Regions from separate parts of the Zea mays genome. Here region 1 is linked to region 2. Evidence: chromatin contacts called from public Hi-C data. All regions are on one chromosome and are shown on one strand. Each heading gives the region's core, a stretch centred on a gene start, on an enhancer-like site or on the middle of the called end of the contact. The rest is flanking DNA. Distances are from core to core; before and after follow the strand shown.

Region 1 (3,345 bases), core at 255-2,754, 240 kb after region 2:
CAATCAGTGATATGTTTCCTTCATCAGCCGAGCCGACCGTTGTGCGCCTTCGGTTGCATGGCACACAGGACACGACTCACCCGAGGCCACAACCCGCCCGAGGAAGCAACGCGCCCGAGGTAGCAGCTTGTCCGAGGCCACAGCTTGTCCGTTGCCACGACACGCCCGAGGCAGTCACGACTCGCTCGAGACAAACCTCGGCGGAAGACACAGCCCCGGCACGCCCAAGGCCATCCTCAGATGGGAGACAGTCACGGTTCGCCTAAGCGCAATCACGACTTGCCCGAGCATGTCTCGTGTGACTGTCCGGTGAGGTCAAGACTGGCCCAAGTTTGGCCATATTTAGCCAACCTTCTCCACTATATTTTTGCTTGACTTGAGAAGTTTTCTAGCATTTAGATGAACATTGTTAGCACATAAAATAAATGATTAAGTGCTAGAAACATACCTTTGTTTTAATTTGCTTTCTAAACACATGTGTCCGTGCTCATAGGAGTAGTATTAGTTCTTAGTAATATGTTGAACATTTGATCACCAAAACAACTAGAAATGGCCTAAGGGCACATTTCTCTTTCAGCTCTGCACTATTTTTTGTGCGGTGTGGTGGTCGGACCCGGAGTGTCAGCGCGGAGAGTGAAGTCATGGTAGCACGAGGTGGCCACATTAGGTTCTTAATAGAGTAGTATAGATATAGCATAGCTTTAGTTGTAGCTTTCCGCATATCCACCTCCACCCGACCACCCCTATTTGACTCTACGTCGATATCCGTCTTGTGTGGCCTGCCGATTCAAGACGATACTTGGATCTTACCCTCCGGGTGGCCTGCTGACCGGAGCACCCTAAGGTCTCTCCCTATGGGGCATGATCTGGGTTCATGCAAGGAGGAAGAGGACCTTGAGCCATCATGGACCATCTGGTCCATAGTGTGGACCGTCCAAAGCGATGCGGGGAAGGAGTCGCTCTTGAAGCGATGTCGCGAACCGTTCGTGCCGCCGCAGAGGGCACCACTAGTCGATATATCCCTAGTGTTTAGTGTGCACCAACATTAATATTAAATATGGACAACGACTATTGACAAGTAGACCTTATGCTGTCATCGGCAGGCTGTGCATATGGAGGTTCAAAACACTATTTTGCAGTTCTGACAACACAATTTATCGATTGAAGTTTAAAATAAAAGATGTGATTGAAGATGAGATAGAGGAGCTAACGGGGACCAGCTAGTCTAGTGGGTCTCTTGCTTGCGAATGACTGACTATACAGTTATACATTTATTGGGCGTAGGGACGACACTACATGATTGTGGATCTACTGAATGAAGAAAAAAAATTACTGCATCGGTGCTGTAACACGAAGCCGCTGCACCCACGCGTCGGGCTTCAGCTCGGCACCCTGCCTGGGTATCGAATGGCTCAAGCGCTCCTACACATCCGCTCGTTAAGGACCGTTCGGAGCCGAGCATTTGGGCTGAATAGCTCCCTACAGACCCACGGAGGGCGTGTTCGGTTATAACAATCTAGATAAATATTCCTTCTAATCCTTTTCTGGATTGACCTAACGGAACAAGCGAGAAAGGGGACTAGTATCAAAAAAAAGGGCTCGTCGCACACCCCTACTGGTACGTCCCAACTCCCAAGTCCCCATGGAGCTACCAGCACCGTCCTCCGCATCCTTCTTCCTCGTCGCCGTAGTGGCTGGCGCCACTCTCTTCCTCGTAACCGTTCTCCGGCTCCGCGCGCGCTCGACGCGCAAGTACAGGCTCCCACCAGGCCCGCGGCCGTGGCCGGTGATCGGCAACCTGAACCTGATCGGCCCGCTGCCTCACCACTCCGTCCACGAGCTCTCCAAGAGGTACGGCCCGCTCATGTCCCTGCGGTTCGGCTCCTTTCCCGTCGTCGTCGCGTCGTCGATCGACACGGCGAGGCTCATCCTCAAGACCCACGACCTGGCCTTCATCGACCGTCCTCAGACGGCGGCCGGCAGGTACACCACCTACAACTGCGCTGGCCTCTTCTACCAGCCCTACGGCGCGTACTGGCGTCAGGCGCGCAGGCTTTGCCAGGCCGAGCTCTTCAGCGCGAGGCGGCTCATGTCGCTCGAGCACGTCCGCAGCGACGAGGTGCGCGCCATGCTGAGCGACCTGCGTGCGGCGGCGTCGGCGCCGGCCGGCGGCCACGACGCGGTGACGCTCAGGGAGCACCTCTACATGGTGAACCTCAGCGTCGTCTCGCGCATGCTGCTGGGCAAGAAGTACGTCGTCGAGGGGTCTAGCTCGCCGGCGACGCCCGAGGAGTTCAGGTGGCTGATCGACGAGCACTTCTTTCTCAACGGCGTGCTCAACGTCGCGGACATGATCCCGTGGCTCAGCCCCCTGGACCCGCAAGGGTACGTCAAGAGGATGAAGAGGTCGGCCAAGATGCTGGACCGGTTCCTGGAGCACGTGGTGGACGAGCACAACGAGCGGCGGCGCCGAGAAGGAGAGGATTTCGTCGCCATGGACATGATGGACGTGCTCTTGGAGCTCGCTGACGACCCCAGCCAGCTCGAGGTCCCCATCACGCGGGATAATGTGAAGGGGTTCACTCTAGTAAGCGTTACTAATCCACATCATGCGTAGCATATTTTAACTTAGGTTAATTAGATTTAAACTTCAGAGTTCAGCCAAGCACAAAAGTAGACTAATGATGGAGTGGTCGTCCTGCACCCCAGGACCTGATGGGCGGCGGCACCGACACCTCGGCGGTGACTGTGGAGTGGGCCATGTCAGAGCTCCTGAGGAACCCAGAGGTCCTCGCCAAGGCCACCGAGGAGCTGGACCGTGTCGTCGGCCGCAACCGTCTTGTGGCAGAGGGGGACATCCCAAGCCTCCCGTACCTCGACGCCGTCGTGAAGGAGACCTTGCGCCTGCACCCAGTCGCGCCGCTCCTGACTCCGCGGCTGTGTCGGGAGGACGTGTCCGTGGGCGGCTACGACATCCCGGCGGGCGCGCGCGTCTTCGTCAACGCCTGGGCCATCGGCCGTGACCCGGCGGTGTGGGAAGCTCCCCTGGAGTTCCGGCCGGAGCGGTTCGCCGGAAGCGGCGTGGACGTCAAAGGGCAGCACTTCGAGCTGCTGCCGTTCGGGTCCGGCCGCCGCATGTGCCCCGGCATGGGCCTCGCCCTCAGGATGGTGCCTACGATCCTGGGCAACCTGCTGCACGCCTTCGCTTGGCGGCTCCCCGACGGCGTGGCGGCCGAGGAGCTGGGCATGGAAGAAACGTTCGGGCTCACCGTGCCGCGCTTGGTTCCGCTCCAGGCCGTCGCTGAGCCCAAGCTTCCTGCTCGCCTGTATGCTGTCCTGTGATGC
Region 2 (3,464 bases), core at 780-3,279:
CTTGCAATGCCAGCAAGTTCAAAAAGGTGAAATTCCATTCCTCCCCCCCATTACATGATGAAGCTCCATTCTCTGAGTAACACAATCAGTGTCCTTTCTTAGATAGGAGTAAAAAGGCAATGTCACAGCCTCTACACACAAAGCATATATGGCCCATGTTCGGTCTCCTTTCTTAATTATAGAAAACATTCATTGGAGGTGACCGATAAATGGGATCTGAATTCTATCGGTGATGTGGTTTCTTTTGACCAAAATTTGGGGAAAGAACTGTCGATTTGCAAGAAAACCATATAGAATCTCTCCAAACAAGTTAACATTAAAAACCTACACATAACCTAATTTTGAGTGTCACCATAAAAAACACAACTTTGAGTGAATACCAAACTCCATTGGTAAACACAGTCCCAAATTTTACAACAAACAGAGTTTTAAATATTGCAAGCTACTGGGTTGACTGGTTGGCAGGCAAATCATATCGCATATTTTTGGGCTGATAAAAAAATAAATACCATATTTATTGATAATCTATTGGTGATAATGTAAACCCGCTAACATTGTTTTCTTTTTTACTCTCATATCTTCATTTTTTTACTACTAAGCTCGACCAAGAGAAGAGACCTATATCTTCATTAAAAGAATAAGAAGGGTCGTGGTCCCTATTTTTACAGAAACTCTATGATCAGTTAGCAAGTCAGAACCTTAATCTAAACACCTGCAGTAGTATCTTTAATGATGGGCACATCCAAGGTTAGCTATCCACATTGAGTTTTGTGCTTCGTATCATGCAGTGTCAGGTTCGTCATCCATTACCAGATTTTAGACAGTGATGTTCAATATGCATTGACATGTGTCGAGGTACGCAAAAAGTTTATATGCACTGATCTGCCATGACTTGGTGCATTCCCTTCCTTTTGTTGTGTGCCTTGCAATATGAGAAATAAAATAATATATATGGTAATCACAGATGCCAAAAGGCCCAAACCAGAGTAACACTTTAAAGCAGACACAATAATCAAAAGTCATGGCTACAATGAATGGCCCAACACACGTGTATTTGCAACGTGCAAGGGTGACAAGAATATGAGCACTCTAATGCACCACCCTTTTGGTAACTGGGCTGATACAGTGAGGTACGTTATCTAAATGCCACACTTTAGGTAATACAAGTTAAACAACTAAAAATCTTGAAGTTTATATCTATTTATTTTTTATTGATGCATAATGTATTCTCCAATTAGGCAACTATATAGACACTTAGACTCTTTGATGTACCGTGTTGCGCATACTGTTGCGCACACTGCATCTCATCGATTCTTTTCTCATTTGTGTTGCTACAGTCGCTATTTCGCAAGATCGTCGTGGCCCTATTGGGAACGGAGATGCTCTTAATGAAGTAGGAGGACCGACCAATCCAACTAGCAACAGCAGGCAGGGAGTGGATGCGCCTGCTAGAAGAGTGCTAGCTCCGCGCATACGCTCGCTCGACAAACGTGTGTTGTTAACTATTGTATATAGTGTTATAATTACTGTCCTTTATTCTTGATGTTTGTTTTGTAGTTGAAACTCACATTGTTTTTTCATTTCCATCTCGATTTTGTATGCCGTGACCACGAAAGACTAAATGTTTTCTTGCGGTTTCTAAAAATATAGCTCTCTATTGTTGTGATTGTGTGCCGTCGCATCGCACGGGCAATGACCTAGTTCTAAATGAATTATGTTTGTATGCTGCTTTTGCATCTGTTGTCTCAAAAAATGGCAGCAGTGGTGTTCTATCAGTCATGAACACCAAGCGCTTAGTGTAGCTTAGACAGAAGTCTTGATGGTTGGATTATGATCCGCCTACCATTTATGTAACCTGATTGTATACAATGGTTTACTGTATGTCTTATTATATTCTATATACTATTCAATATATCTTATGTGTATGTGACTATTGTCGTATAATTAGGTGTTACTTACTGCCTGATAAGGCGCCCGAAAGGGCGCCCCATGTTCTAGTTAGTGACAAAAAGAAAGTGTGTCTGCCGTTACTACGTGCCTCGGTGCCTGCATCATAGTCATTCGTACTCGTACATATCCTCCTCTGCTGTCCTGGCGTTTGCGGGCCCGGTGCTTTCTCTTCCTTCCGGCCGCGGCAATGGCGTCGGGGAACAACAACAAGCAGAGGAGCGAGGAGGAGTGGCGCGTCGTACTCTCCCCTGAGCAGTTCCGCATCCTCCGCCTCAAGGGCACCGAGTTAGTACTCTACCTTCTCTCCTCTCTTCCCCCCCTAAGCGACTGCCACTGTGAGTCTGACGATTCATATTTGGCTGAGGTTGCTGTTGTTCCTCTGATCTACTTCCCGTGTCCATGGATCGATTCAATCCGATCGGATTCTCTTCGTATGTCCGCTGTCTGATACTAGTGGCCGTTGACTTCGATGTCAGGGGCCATGGCCACTCCTTGGTTGAAATTACTGAAATTTGAACCCTTCCTGGAGTTGCCGACGGAGGAATTCTAGCTCGTGTTGAAGTTATCGTTCGTCTAGTTCATCGAGGGTTGCACAAGTCCCCACCTCAAACTATTCCAGTTTCGGTTTTGTTTTGCAAGACCACTTCTTCAGGTTGACTTCTGATATAAAATGAATTTAGAGAGTAAAAAAAAGGGAACGTATCATGTGCTCATGGAGCTCTTGTGCTCATATGAGCACTTTAAATCTGGTGCCTTCGTTTCTCATCCAAGTGTGAATAGACATTTCTTAGTTTCTTCTATGTGTCACCCTTGTTGCGCCGCGCCGCCTGTCTCTTATGTGTGCCACTGCTGCCCTCACCCCCTGGATGAGAAATGAAGGCACTAGAAAGTGTTCATATGAGCACAAGTGCTCCATGAGCACAGGATACGTTCCCAAAAAAAAATGCCGACATCTTTGTAGTGACGGTTTACGTCTGCATCTGAGTGCAGACATATCCTTATAGTTCGATTTCTCATTTTCTTAACACGACTGGCCTCTTGGTTTAAGAGAAACACATGGACTTATGTTCTGCCCAAACAAAAATAGAGAAGTAGCAACAACTGTTTCTGCTCTGTTGACACGTGAGTTGAGCAATTGCAGTGGCCAAACTAAAATACTCCCTCCATTATGAACTTCAGCTCTGTTTTGAATTTCCTAGATAGCGCTTACATCTGGGTGCATAACAGTGACTTACAATTAAAAATGGAGGGAATACATATGATCTGCTGAGAGCATGAAACATTATGTTCTGCTGGAAGAGTACTGCTGATTAGCCGTACATCATAACAGGTTCAAAATTGTTCCTCTTCCTGTGGATCCACTATATATATGTTGTGTTGGATGCACGGATTTCATCTCCGGATCTAGGTGTTTGAGGAGGATTTAGCTATTTGCTCCCCATGTACAATTTAGCTGCTAAAGCCAGATATATCTGGCGATTAGCTGTTTGAGGAGGCAGGTAGCCAGATGTCAT

Evidence for each region. Hi-C and Micro-C count contacts between places; a contact is called where the count stands out from the background.
Region 1: a Hi-C map of ear shows a contact between it and region 2, with 2.1 times the contacts expected there. The contact joins the promoter of LOC100281654 here to the promoter of LOC100281999 in region 2. A contact is called at or near these places in 3 of 25 Hi-C or Micro-C datasets (ear, leaf mesophyll and tassel) and 1 of 3 datasets of contacts at active chromatin or transcription factors (leaf).

The regions. Positions count from the first base shown.
Region 1 is chr1:62,896,323-62,899,667 of Zm-B73-REFERENCE-NAM-5.0, forward strand. It overlaps LOC100281654 (flavonoid 3-monooxygenase), which reads left to right and starts at 1,505. Exons shown (of 2, transcript NM_001154573.2): 1 at 1,505-2,587; 2 at 2,710-3,345. The coding sequence starts at 1,643. The coding sequence ends at 3,342.
Region 2 is chr1:62,660,743-62,664,206 of Zm-B73-REFERENCE-NAM-5.0, forward strand. LOC100281999 reads left to right here and starts at 2,030. Exons shown (of 3, transcript NM_001154914.1): 1 at 2,030-2,235. The coding sequence starts at 2,138. It overlaps LOC103635193 (probable low-specificity L-threonine aldolase 2), which reads left to right. Exons shown (of 11, transcript XM_035963849.1): 10 at 1-26; 11 at 1,338-1,666. The coding sequence ends at 1,389.